Regions from separate parts of the Sus scrofa genome. Here all the other regions are linked to region 3. The links are chromatin contacts, called in public Hi-C and HiChIP or PLAC-seq maps. All regions are on one chromosome and are shown on one strand. The core of a region is the stretch at or near the end of the contact, and the rest is flanking DNA. Distances in the headings are between cores, read along the strand shown. Region 1 overlaps CLEC16A (protein CLEC16A). Region 2 overlaps CLEC16A (protein CLEC16A). Region 3 holds the start of SOCS1 (suppressor of cytokine signaling 1).

Region 1 (4,067 bases), core at 1,473-3,972, 240 kb after region 3:
GACTTCAGCTAACGAGTTCACCAGGGGTGCGTGGTGTATAATTAGGAAGACCTGGCGAGGGGAAAAAAGGGAAGTGCATTAAAGTGTGCGGGCCCTCGGCTCCTCCTCCTCCTCGATGAAGCAGCAATCCCAGGGATGCCGAATCCAAAGAACGGGTCACATTTAGGGGAAACCAATTATACTTTTCTCCTTCAACAGCTGGGCCCCCTCCGTTCAGACTATTTGGCTGGCTGCTCGGCGGCAGAGGGAAGTGCATTAAAGTGAGACTGTCCCTCACGGCTGGCTGCAGCCAAAGCCGCCTGAAGTGGGGCGACGTGGAAAAGGAGCGCCAAACCCGCACTCCTTCCTCTCCAAGGGCATTTTAGCGTCAAATCCGATTACGATAAGACTCGGAGGCATGGGCCCAATATTTCAGTTACACGGAAGAAGGGGCCGGCAAGCCTGGTTCCAATCAAGGACTTGGCAGAGGTTCGCTGCTCAGAGATGCCATCTCTGGAACGAGCTCTGACCTGTGCGGTGGGCTTCAGCACACCGGGACTCCAGGGCAGCACGGGCAGGGGTGAGAACTGTGGGGAGGAGAAGCTGCAGGAGCCAAAGAGACAGACCACATTGGGCCAGGAAGCAGCATCAGAAGGGCCGGCTGCTGAGATGGCCTGGCTGCCCCGGCCTGTTGCCGGAGGTTCAAAGGAATGGCTTGAGAATTCTGGGTACCGAAACTGCCTCGCAAAGCTGGCTCAGACACCCCTGGGCTTGTTTTAAAATGTGAAGGCCACACGGGTCCCGCAGCACAACGTGGGATGTGTTGACCGCTGGTACATCAACGGGGTATGCACACGTCTGTATTTGCTCATGTATATGGGGAACAGGGCTCCCCATCCTCAGCACTATTGTTGGGAATAATTCTTTGGGGGGGGGCTGTTCTGTGTATTGTGGGATATTTGGCAGCATTTATGGCCTCTACCCCCTGGATACTAGCTGCACCCCCTCCCCGCGTCATGACAAGCAGAATCGTCTTCAGGTACTAGCCAGTGTCCTTTGGAGGCGGGGTGACATCACCACCAGTTGAAAACCCCTGGCAGAGAACGTCTCTGGAAGGACAATGATAATTGTCTTTGGGGATAGAAATTGGGAGACTGAATATTTTTAAAATATTGTAAACCAAAAAAAAAGGGAAAGGCAGAAACTAAAACACTGGCTGCCTCTGGGAGTGGGACCAGGGGTAAGAGGGCGATTTTCCCTCATGCTGTTTTGTACTGTTGGAGCAGAATGAACACATTGTGCCAAAAATAAATACAATTCAATTAAAGGTACAGGCAGAAAAACCAAATGTGGGACCTACCGAAAAAAACAGCACGGTGTTTTTAAAACATGGGGGAGACACTCACTGCCAATCATAGACTGTACAGTATGATCGAGCGGGTTAGCCCAGGCCCAGGGCGGGCCTTCAAGCAACAGTGATCATACTGATGACAAAGGAATTCAGTCCACAAACACTCAGTGGGCATCTATCTACTAAGCCCACCCGACAGAGGCCAGGGTGGACATGCATGGTGCCATTCCTGCGCTATGGATGGGGAAGGCTGGGAGTGGTGGAGCCGACAGTCACAAGGTACGTGGAAGCGTGTGTGGGCCAGACTCAAAAGAGCTGGGCCAGGAGTTCCCATGGTGCCTCAGCAGTGACCAATCCAAACAAGTATCCATGAGGACGCAGGTTCGATCCCTGGCTCGCTCAGTGGGTTAAGGATCCGGCATTGCTGTGAGCTGTGGTGTAGGTTGCAGACCTGGCTCAGATCCCGTGTGGCTGTGGCTGTGGTGTAGACTGGTGGCTACAGCTCCAATTCAACCTCTAACCTGGGAACCTCCATATGCCTCGGGTGCAGCCCTAAAAAGGACCCCCCCCAAAAATAAAAGGACAAAAAAGACTGGGCCATCCTGTTTGTGTCACAAGAGGTTCAGTGTTAGTTGGAGAGCGTCCCTCACACTGAGTTAACGTCATCAATGTAAATTTTCCTGGTTTAGTAGTGATGCTTATAAAATAACTTCTGAGGATGTTCTGATGTAGAGCTTAAGCACCAGGATTTAGAACTGATTTGAGGTTTTTACATCCTCAGGCAACTGGCTAATAAAATCACAGGGAAACGCAGGGTGGGGAGCAAAGCTCCACTATGTGAGTTGGGACGCCAGAGACAGCGCTTCTGTGAGAGACCGAAACTAGCCCCTAGGTCCCTTACTAGGAAAGCAGGAAAAGGGGGTTCTCGGAGAAAAAGTGGGGCTGGCTCCGCGGGGTGCTCCAGCAGCTGAAGGGTCCTGAGGGCGGCCGATTGCCCCGGGGTTCCTGCAGCTGAGCATCTGGCCTGCGCGCATCCTGCCAGACTCCAGAATCCCAGGCAGGAGAGGCCAGTGGATCCGTAAGGAGGCGGTGGAAACAGCTGCCAGGAGGGGCTGGGCTCTGCACGGAGCTGGGCGCACAGAGGGGCATTCAGAGAGTCGGCACCAGCGCACAGCCCCGAGCAAACAGAGCCGCAGGGACAAGACCTGGGTGATGGGGAAGTGGCCACGCAACGGTCCCAGTTGGCCTGGCCGCCAGGAGGAGGCCGAGTCAGCATCTCTCTTCTCAGGGCAATGGCAGACAGCCCTCCTCGGACTCGAAATGGCCCACAGACCAAGTGAGAAGGCCATTCGCTCAGCAAAGCCAATAAATACCCAGGCCACAGCAGAAGTGGGAACAGAACTCGGGTCAAATGTCTGACTACTTGACAGTCTAATGAGATGGCCTGAGAGTCTGGACTGCTCGTAATAAAAATATTTTTAAAGTTATGTAACTGGGTCACCATGGAGTTTTTCCCTTCTTGTAAATATTACATAATTACGAGAAGGAAACACACTTGTTTAAGAGGGGGAGGCAGACAAATTGGCTCAAGACACACATCTGGGGACTGAGGCTGCTATAAGATACCTTCCAGAAGGTAACCTCGGAACTAAAACCACCATAAAAGCCTTGAAGAGCGGCCTCGTGGATGGAAGTTTGTGAAGGCACAGTTGCTGTGCACTTACACGTCGGGGCCTGCGGTTCGGGGTTTCGGTCAAAATGGCCGAAAACAGGACCCGCGCGGGCGACGTTTCCAGGGTGTTCAGAACGCTCCTTGGCGGTTTCGGAAACCTCAGTCCCCACAGTAAAAACCAAGTACATATGTGCCAGGCTTGATTTATTGTTCACTTCTCTTCACACTTCCAAGCACGACCACGAAAAAATACAAAGCGCCTCCAGCAGTGTCTGGAAAATGGACCCCCTTTTCCCTGTCTTGTTATTTTATTTCAAGGTGGGGACATGGAGAGAGAAGACAGGGCAAAGTGGCCTGGGAAATTTCCGCAAGGCAGCAGCCCCCCACCCCGGACCCCACGTCACCATGTGGTTGGGACACGGGCGATAGGGCAAACATACCTGTGACAGAAGGTACAGGGAAACGGGCAGGCTGATTTTTGGCCGTTCTCCTCCCTGGTGACGGGTGGGGAAGAGACAGAGAGAGGGCTCGGTCACGCACGGAGGGTACAGAAGCCATGCATCTGAAGGAGCGACGCCCAGCACCTCCCCCCCTTCCTCCAAGACCCCCGGCTCTTCTTCTCTTGGTGGCAGAGTCCGCCCTGCAAAGGAGACGCGCAACCTAATCCCATCCGACGCCATCCACGAGGCCGCTCTGCTTCCACCTGAGAAAGCCTGCACCCTCAGTCATGGACTAGACGCTGACCGTGGTCCAGAGAAGAACCAGGTCCTAGATTACCCAGAGGGTTAATTTCCCCCAGCTTGGCCCCAGCGCTGGTGGGAGAGGCCCCAGGCCCACCCTCAGGAAGGCGGGGGTGGGAGAGGCTGGGGCCCCTGGTCTCAGGGGTCCCCGGTCTCAGGAGGCCCCTCATCTGTACGGGCGTCACGAGCTCCACCTCGCGCCAGCCCTGAGAGGACCTTCAGGACACTGTTTGCTCCGGGGAGATGACTGCCTTTTGCCGGTGGCAGAGCGGGGAGAGGGAAGAGGCCGTGTGAACTCAGGTCTGAAAGCTCCCGTCCCCATGCT
Region 2 (4,190 bases), core at 1,011-3,510, 190 kb after region 3:
AAAGATGTTTTTCTTTTGGGCTCCTTGGCTGGAGTTGTGCAAGCATCGCCAGCTTTGGAAAACTAGAGACCAACTATTTCGAAAGCTGACCAGATGTTGGGCCAATTTCCAGTGTACTTCCAGTTCTGATTATGTGTCAGTCAAGACCCAAAGTGCTATTTTTGCCAGTCTCTGCACGGAGAAAGCCCCCCTTTTCCTCATTACCTTTTGGCCTTTCCCATACCTCTCATCCATGTTCCAGTAACTTCTCAGCAAAACAAAAAACGCAAAAAGCCCAAGATTCCTGTTGCGTAAGCAATGATAAGTGAAAGGGGCAGGTGAGTGGGCGGGAACCCTTAAGAAGACAAAGTGGCAAAACTCACCCCCCTGCCCCGGGCCGGGGCCCGCAGACCTGACAAAGGCGAGGAGGCTGCATATGCACCTACAGACATGAACCAGGCTTCATGACGGGGCCCAAGTGAATCACAACGAGCGCCTTCCTCCCACCGGTCAACCCTTTCCACTGTGGAATGTTCATTTCGGTGCAGCATCTAATCCAATATGATTTACTGGAAGGCCTGAACTGACGTTTGGTTTTTATTAACATTGCTTTTATGTTAAAATTGTCTTATGATGAAAAAATATCGGAAAGAGACCATTTCATGAGGAGCCCTGCTTGGAGGGCACGTATCTGGAAACGAGGGGCTGCAGGTTAAGTGCAGCAAACTGACTGCTGCCAAACCAGAACACCAACCAGCTGCTCCCCCCACCCCCCGCTGCCCCCTCACCAAAGACAGACCTGTACCCGCAGGCTATAAACCCAGCAGCATCGCCCCCACAAGGCAGTTTCCCCGGGGGTCCCGCAGGCACCTGGGCCTCGGGTGCTGAACTTGAGCTCCGCGGCCTGCTCCCCAAGTGTACTCCATAGCCCACATTCACTGGTTCTGGAAATGGGCCACCAGCCACACCTGGGCAGGAGCAGTGCCCTGGCATCGTTCCTCCCCTGGGGCCCCTCCCACCCAATCAGGCCACGTCCCCCACTCCCAGCCCCAGTCCTCCCCTGGTCTCATCTTAATCAATGGCCACACACAGCTGCCCAGGCGTCCCTTTCACTCAAGCCCCACATCCAGTCCGACAGCTCATCCTGGCTCTGTCTCCAAAATACATCGTAAAACCTTCCAATTTTCTCCATCCCCACGGCCAACATGTCATAATTCGACCCACATTATCCTTGCTGGGGCTACTGCAACAGCTTCCTAACAAGCATCCCAGCTTTCCCCCTTGCAACTCACTCCCTCAGTGGCCAGAGCAATCTTCCAAGAACGTCCATCTGATCGTGTCAATCTCCCACTTAAAAATCCTTTCGGTGTTCCCCGCTGCACTTGGGATAAAATCTAAATTCCTTTCTGCGGCCTTCAAGGCCCCTTACGATCTGGTCCCTGCCCACCTGGTCCACCTTACCTTGATCTGCTTTCTGCTCCTCAAACCTGTAAGCTTTTTCCTACCTCAGGGCCTTTGCATATGCTGTTCCTTTTACCTGGAGCACTCCTGCCCCAGACCTTTGCAGAGCTGACTCCTTCTCGCTCTTCAGGCCTCAGTTCTGATGTTCATTCCTCAGAGAAGCTTTCCCGGATCATGTTAGCTGGTGACCCCTGTACCACCACCCCTGGTTCACTCCACAATCACAAATCATACACACACACACACACACACACACACACACACGAAAAGTCTTTCTTTCAAGTTGTTCCCGTCATGGCACAGAGGAAATGAATCCGACTAGGAATCATGAGGTTTCGGGTTCAATCCCTGGCCTTGCTCAGTGGGTTAAGGATCCGGCATTGCTGTGAGCTGTGGTGTAGGTCACAGGTGTGGCTCGGATCTGGTGTTGCTGTGGCTGTGGTGTAGGCCGTGCGGCTGAAGCTTCGATTCCATCCCTAGACTGGGAACATCCATTCGGCCCTAAAAAGAAAAACAACAACAACAACGAAAAAACGCCCGTCATGCTGCCTTCACCTCCCTCCACAGCAGCCACACTCGCTGGTTCACCACTGTGTTCTCCATAAGAACCACAGGGCCTGGTGTCTAAGAAGGGCTTCAGAAGTATTCGTCAGAAGGGACAGTGAATAAGTAAATAAAAGCATTTGCAAGCAACAGAAGAAGGAATTAAATTCCTCTGAATCCAGAGTCCCACTCTTTTAGGAAGACAGAGACGGAGGCCCCCAGCAGGGCTCAGTGGGGTGGTCTCCCCAGCCACCACACGGACCAAGGAGTGAAGGAGCGTGGGGTGCGAGCCACCACTTCTCTGCTCCCCAACACATGGAGGGGCTCCCAGAAGGAAGCCCGTCAGGGAAGCCAGCAACCTGTAAGGCAAAGAGCTCGCCCACGAGCCCCCAGCCTTCGGGAGCCCGGCACCTCCGCCCACGGCGATAGCACCTTCCCTGCGGAGCCCCTGTGAAGGGAAGGACGGGCAGCGCGGGCGCGGGGTGGGGGATGGGCTGCCACACAGCTGAGAGGCACTCAGCCAGCAAACTTCGGCCGAGTGCTGACCGGCTGCCAGACGCTGAGCCCAGCTCTGCAGGAGGCTGTCGGCAGAGATACGGAGACCAAGCTGCCCAGCATGGGAGGGAAACCATGCAGAGCAAGAGCAGTATAAAAAAGTGTCATGGGAACTTCATGGAAATTAAAAGCATCTGCTCTCCCAAGAGCAGTGGCAAGAAAATGGAAAGACCAGCCACAGCCTGGGAGGAAATCTTTGCAAAACACATCTGATAAAGGACTTGTGTCCGGAATATAAAGAACTCCTGAAACGCAACAATAAGAAATGGACAATCTATTAAAAAATGGGCACAGGATATGAAAAGACACTTCACCAAAGAAGACATGCAGGTGGCAGAGTAAGCACTAGAAAAGCTGCCAAACACCATTAGATACTAGGGAAATGCAAATTAAAATCACAAAAAGAGAGGAGTTCCCACTGTGGCGCAATGCACTGGCTGTGTCTCTGCAGCGCCAGGACTCAGGATCAAATCCCAGGCCTGGCACAGTGGGTTAAAGGAGCCGGCGTTGCCGCAGCTATAGCGTAAGTCACAACTGTGGCATGGATTCGTTCCCTGGCCCGGGAACTCCCTATGCTACGGAGCGGCCAAAAAAGAAAAAAAAAAAAATCACAAAAAGACACCACCCTATCTATACCTGTTAAAATGAGTAAACTACAAAAAGTGGCCATGCCCACTACTGGTGAGGGTGTGAAGACGCTGCAACTACATGGGTGGTGGGATGTGAGGTTATACAGCCGCTGTGGAAGCCAGTTTGGCAGGTGCCGAAGAACAAATATACACCTAACATAGATTCAGTTACTCTACTCCTCAGTATTTAGCCATGAAAATGGAAACACATGTCCATACAAAGACTTACACACAAATGTTCATGGCAGCTTTGTTTACGATGGTCACAAATTGGAAACAACCCAAATGTCCACTAACAGCTGAATGGGGAGCAGGGAGAGTTCCCTGGTGGTCTCGTGGTTAGGATTCGGTGCTTTCACCACTGAGGCCTGAGGTCGATCCCTGGGCTGGGAACTGAGATCCCACAGGAAGCTGCTGCTTGCCATGGCCAAACAGCAAAACAGAGGAGTGGGTAAGCAAATTGTGGTACATTCATATTCCTACAGAGGAAAACTACTCAACAGTAAGAGGAAAGGAACCACAGATGGTTACGACACGGAAGAATCGCAAAACAATTATGCAGACGGAAAGAAGTCATACAAAAAGAGAGTATAGATTTTGCAATTCTATTTACATAAAATTCTAGCAAGTGCAAACTAATCTACAGAGACAGGGAGCAGTTCAGTGCTGCCCAGGGAGAAGGGTGGGAGAAGAGAGGGACAGGAGGGTGACAAAGGGGCAGGAGAAAACATTTGGGGTGAAGGACGTGAACGCTGTCTTGACTGTGGTGATGGTTCCATGGTGTGTTTGTGCCTCAAAACTTATCAAACTGTATACTTTACGTACGTGCAGTTCACTGCTTATCAATTACACCTCAATACAACTTCTTTTTTAGGTGGTATAGCTTCCAGGAGTTCCCTTCACGGCTCAGTGGTTAACGAACCCAACTAGGAACCATGAGGTTGTAGGTTTGATCCCTGGCCTCGCTCAGTGGGATAAGGATCCGGTGTTGCCGTGAGCTGTGGTGTAGGTCGCAGATGCGGC
Region 3 (4,169 bases), core at 1,085-3,584:
ACAAGGACAGAAAGTTGCATAGTTGTAATTGGAAACCAGCTAGCCTGGGTCCAAAGTCCAGCTTTGAACCATTACTTTATATTTTGTCACTTACCACAAGGCGGCCCCATGCAGCTGGTCCTGAATGACCACAGCACCTGACCACTGGCACATGCATGGCTCTGCATCTTCTCACTCCCTTGCACCCAAGTGCACGTTCACACACACAACCCAGGGCACACACACACACACAACCACATCAATGACCAACACCAGCTGCTGTGAACATGAATTCAGGGAGCCAAGGGGGTTCTAAGCAAGCTGGTCCTGGGCCATCCCCTTGTGTTCACGAGGAAACACAGGGGGGCTGGGTTCAGGGATGACAAGCGCCGAGGCTGGAGGACCTGCCACCAGGGCTCCAAGCAGAGGAGCGAGCTGGGCTGCAGCCTGAGAGCTGCCTGTAGAGGGCAGTGTGCAGCCAGGGTCGGCCAAGCCTGGTGTCCTCCGCGTGATGCCTCCTGGCTCTGAGACGCACCACCCACCAGCCTCAAAGCTCATTCGCTCTTTCTTTCATTCAAAAATACAAATAGCAGCCAGGCACCTATTCCGTGCCTTTCCAGGACAAACAGGATCACACACAAATGTACGAATCACAACTGGTACCCCGTCATCCCAAAGCCGAGGTGCGAGTGTGGGAAGGGAGCAGACGCGAGCAGTGGGGAGGCAACAGTAAAGTAGACGAGGGGGAAGAGGAGGGCTGGCCAGGAAAACTCACAGCAGGTTTTTGGAATTAACACATCTGAAAATGAACCGTTTTTTCACTGGGCTCCAGAGTGCCTAGCTGCTCCTCTCCCCGAAATAAAAGCAAGGAGGGCGTGCCTCCTTCGGAGCTCCCCCTCCACCAGTCACTGAGCCTCAGTTTCTCCGGCTGCGGCGTAGTAGAGCGCCGGCCAAGGCCACCGGCAACCGACCTTGCCCGGCCCCGCCCGGTTTCCGAGGAACTGTGTGAGCAGCGAAGGCGCCCCTCCCGCGCCGCCGAAGGGTTCCTCCGAAGCCTGTGGTCAGATCGTCGCTTCCTGGGAAGCCCAAGCCAAAACTGGGGACAGCAACAGGCAGGGAGGGGCGCAGAAGCAGCCATCTAGAGGCTCCGGCACTACGGGGCAGAGCAATGGCGAAAGCAGTCCGGAGGGGTCCCAAACGAGACCCCAAGGGCGGGTGGAGGTGTCTGGCTCCAGAGTAGAGGACCCAGATCTAGCCAAGGTGGGTGATGAGACACCTGATGGGGCAGAAGAATGTGCTAGGGTCAGTCCAAAGTATCCTTAAGGGGTTGGCTGCAGAAATCTGCGACCGAGAGCAGTGGCGGGGGCGGGGGAAGCTGGGCCACTAGGTCCGAAGGGGCGTCTGAGAACTGCCCAGGGAGCTCAGGGATGGGGCTGGAGACCTGAATAGAGGGGTCCTAGGACAGGTGCGAGGCTAGATCAGGACAGGGGGCCTCCCGGGGAAAGGTTCCCGGATTTGTGGCAAAGGTCGAGCGAGCCTGGCCTCCGAGGCGCGCACAAAAAGAAACCGAAAGTGGCGCGGAAGGGCGGGCCTGTAGTGGGGGGGGGGGTGTAGCCGTAGGGGGCGGGGCCTTCACTGACCACACCTCCAAGCCAGTTTAAAAGACTGGTGCAGGGGCGGGCGCGGAGCAGAGCGAGCTGCGGCCGTGGCAGCTGCACGGCTCCCGGCCCCGGAGCATGCACGAGAGCCGCCCCGGAGACCCCCGCCGCCCCGCCCGCGGCGCCCCGCGCCCCGCCGCCAGGTGAGCCCGGCACTGGGCAAGAAAGCGGGAGGGAAAGGGGAGGACGGCACAGGACAGCCAGGTTGCCAGGGCGGCCTCGGGCGCTGCGTGGTGGGGTCGCGGCCGCCACGCCCCTAGCCCCGGCTGGCTCCACCCTGGCAGACCCCCGCGCTTGGGGGTTCCCGCAACGCAGCTTTTCTGCCTTTGCGCAAATCTCGGAGTCGAGGCGCCAATCCCCGGCCTGGCCAGCAGGCGGCGGCCGTAGGGCGGCGAATGGGGAGCCGAGTGGCCGGAGTTGGGGCTGGTTTCTCCAAAGCACCTCTCTCCACGCCCCCCTCTCTTAACCAAACTTTGAGCGACTCCGAGCCCCACCGAGCTCCCAGCCGCGTGGAAGTACTCTGCGGACGGGGAAGCCCATTTTCTAGATGAGACCACTGAGGCTCAAAGGGCCGCCCCGACCTGGTCTTGCGCCCTCGACCCATTAGAAACGGATCCCCACCCCTCCTAAGTTGCCTCGCGGGTTCTCACCTGCCCAGCCCCACCCAGACTCCCCGCTCACTGACTGTCTCCCCCATCAGCGCACCCCCGGACGCTATGGCCCACCCCTCCGGCCGACCCCGCGTGTAGGATGGTAGCACACAACCAGGTGGCAGCCGACAATGCAATCTCCACGGCAGCAGAGCCCCGACGGCGGCCAGAGCATTCCTCCTCCTCCTCCTCCTCTTCATCTTCATCCTCCTCCTCCTCCTCACCCGGGGTCCCGGCGCGCCCGCGGCCCTGCCCGGCGGCCCCGGCTCCAGCCCCGGGCGACACGCACTTCCGCACGTTCCGCTCGCACGCCGACTACCGGCGCATCACCCGCGCCAGCGCGCTCCTCGACGCCTGCGGCTTCTACTGGGGGCCTCTGAGCGTGCACGGGGCGCACGAGCGGCTGCGCGCCGAGCCCGTGGGCACCTTCCTGGTGCGCGACAGCCGCCAGCGGAACTGCTTCTTCGCCCTCAGTGTGAAGATGGCTTCGGGCCCCACAAGCATCCGCGTGCACTTCCAGGCCGGCCGCTTCCACCTGGACGGCAGCCGCGAGAGCTTCGACTGCCTCTTCGAGCTGCTGGAGCACTACGTGGCGGCGCCGCGCCGCATGCTGGGGGCCCCGCTGCGCCAGCGCCGCGTGCGGCCGCTGCAGGAGCTGTGCCGCCAGCGCATTGTGGCTACCGTGGGCCGCGAGAACCTGGCGCGCATCCCCCTCAACCCCGTCCTCCGCGATTACTTGAGCTCCTTCCCCTTCCAGATATGATCGGCCGCGCCCGCCCTGCACGGAGCATTAACTGGGGCGCCTTATTATTTTCTATTATTAATTATTATTTCCTTGGAACCATGTGGGTTGGAGGGAGCGAGTGTGGGGGCGAGGCGCCTCCCGCCCTCGGCTGGAGACCCCTCCCGTAGACCCCTCCCCACCTCTTGTGGGGGTGCCCCCTCTTGGTGCTCCCTCTGGGTCCCCCTGGTTGTCCCCCTGGTAGTAGCTTAACTTAACTATCTGGGGCCAGGACCTGAACTCAGTACCTCCTACCTCTTCATGTTTACATATACCCAGTATCTTTGCACAAACCAGGGGTTGGGGGAGGGTCTCTGGCTTTATTTTTCTGCTGTGCAGAATCCTATTTTATATTTTTTACCACCAGTTTAGGTAATAAACTTTATTATGAAAGTTTTTTTTTTTTTTAAGAAAAAAGGTTTCTAGAGCGTGTGCTTTGGTCAAAGGTTTTCCATGATTCTGAGCGGGTCCCCGGGGTCCTAAGACTGACCTGTTCAGCTTGGCCAAAGGCCGTGTGGGGCCCAAGTTCTGGCTGGGAGCCCTGCATGGCTCTACCCACAGTGCTCAAGGGGAGAGGAACAGTTTGTCTAGTTTTGGTCTTGTCTCTGGTAACATGGCAGCTCGAGTTTGAGCACTTAATGTGTGCCAAGCCCTATTCTGTGCTTCACATGCTTAAATTGACTTAATCTATAAAGACAACCCTATGAAGCAAGGCTCTAATCCCCATCTTACAGAAGAGAACACTGAGGCATTTTAAATTTGCCTGTGGTCATCCCTATGGCCTTTTTTGGCTGTCCTCCCAGAAATCTGAAATGGATGACAGAGAGGAAACTTCTTTCATTCTATGACCACAACTTCTTCCAGGAAGAGGGTGGGGGTGGGGGCTCGATGAGTTTTTGGAAGGAGTGGCACATTCTGAAACTCAGTATCTAGGGAGACATAGTTTAAATGGGATGGGGATTCAGTGCTGGGTCTGACTTCCTTCTTCCCGCTCTCTTCTAACTCATGTACTTTTTGGTGAACACACAACTTGGAGCCAGAAAGACGCTTTGTGGTCTGTGGTGGAAGGAGGGCCCTTTTGGCGGCTTTGGGCAATTCCCT

What was found. Hi-C and Micro-C count contacts between places; a contact is called where the count stands out from the background. HiChIP or PLAC-seq counts read pairs in DNA pulled down with a chosen protein or histone mark.
Region 1: a Hi-C map of skeletal muscle shows a contact between it and region 3, with 6 times the contacts expected there. The contact joins the enhancer-like site here to the promoter of SOCS1 in region 3. A contact is called at or near these places in 3 of 5 promoter capture datasets (fetal liver, fetal skeletal muscle and liver), 28 of 47 Hi-C or Micro-C datasets (alveolar macrophages, blood, brain and 14 more) and 2 of 2 datasets of contacts at active chromatin or transcription factors (alveolar macrophages and skeletal muscle).
Region 2: a contact with region 3 is called in an H3K27ac HiChIP or PLAC-seq map of skeletal muscle, with 6 times the contacts expected there. The contact joins the enhancer-like site here to the promoter of SOCS1 in region 3. A contact is called at or near these places in 2 of 5 promoter capture datasets (fetal skeletal muscle and liver), 3 of 47 Hi-C or Micro-C datasets (fetal heart ventricle, heart right ventricle and subcutaneous adipose tissue) and 2 of 2 datasets of contacts at active chromatin or transcription factors (alveolar macrophages and skeletal muscle).

The regions. Positions count from the first base shown.
Region 1 is chr3:32,116,554-32,120,620 of Sscrofa11.1, forward strand. CLEC16A (protein CLEC16A) reads right to left here. Exons shown (of 25, transcript XM_021086617.1): 9 at 3,443-3,496; 10 at 1-51. Among named protein-coding and RNA genes, the nearest start is that of CLEC16A, 40 kb to the right of the region's middle. Within about 2 kb of position 2,723, at least 10 of the 83 cell types and tissues checked have an H3K27ac peak or open chromatin away from gene starts, as enhancers often do. A contact at or near this core is called in mesenteric adipose tissue, omental adipose tissue, retroperitoneal adipose tissue and 2 more, where this site is marked.
Region 2 is chr3:32,071,366-32,075,555 of Sscrofa11.1, forward strand. All of the region lies in intron 13 of CLEC16A (protein CLEC16A), which reads right to left. Among named protein-coding and RNA genes, the nearest start is that of CLEC16A, 85 kb to the right of the region's middle. Within about 2 kb of position 2,261, at least 15 of the 83 cell types and tissues checked have an H3K27ac peak or open chromatin away from gene starts, as enhancers often do. A contact at or near this core is called in skeletal muscle, where this site is marked.
Region 3 is chr3:31,879,557-31,883,725 of Sscrofa11.1, forward strand. It overlaps SOCS1 (suppressor of cytokine signaling 1), which reads left to right and starts at 2,335. Exons shown (of 1, transcript NM_001204768.1): 1 at 2,335-3,166. The coding sequence starts at 2,388. The coding sequence ends at 3,050.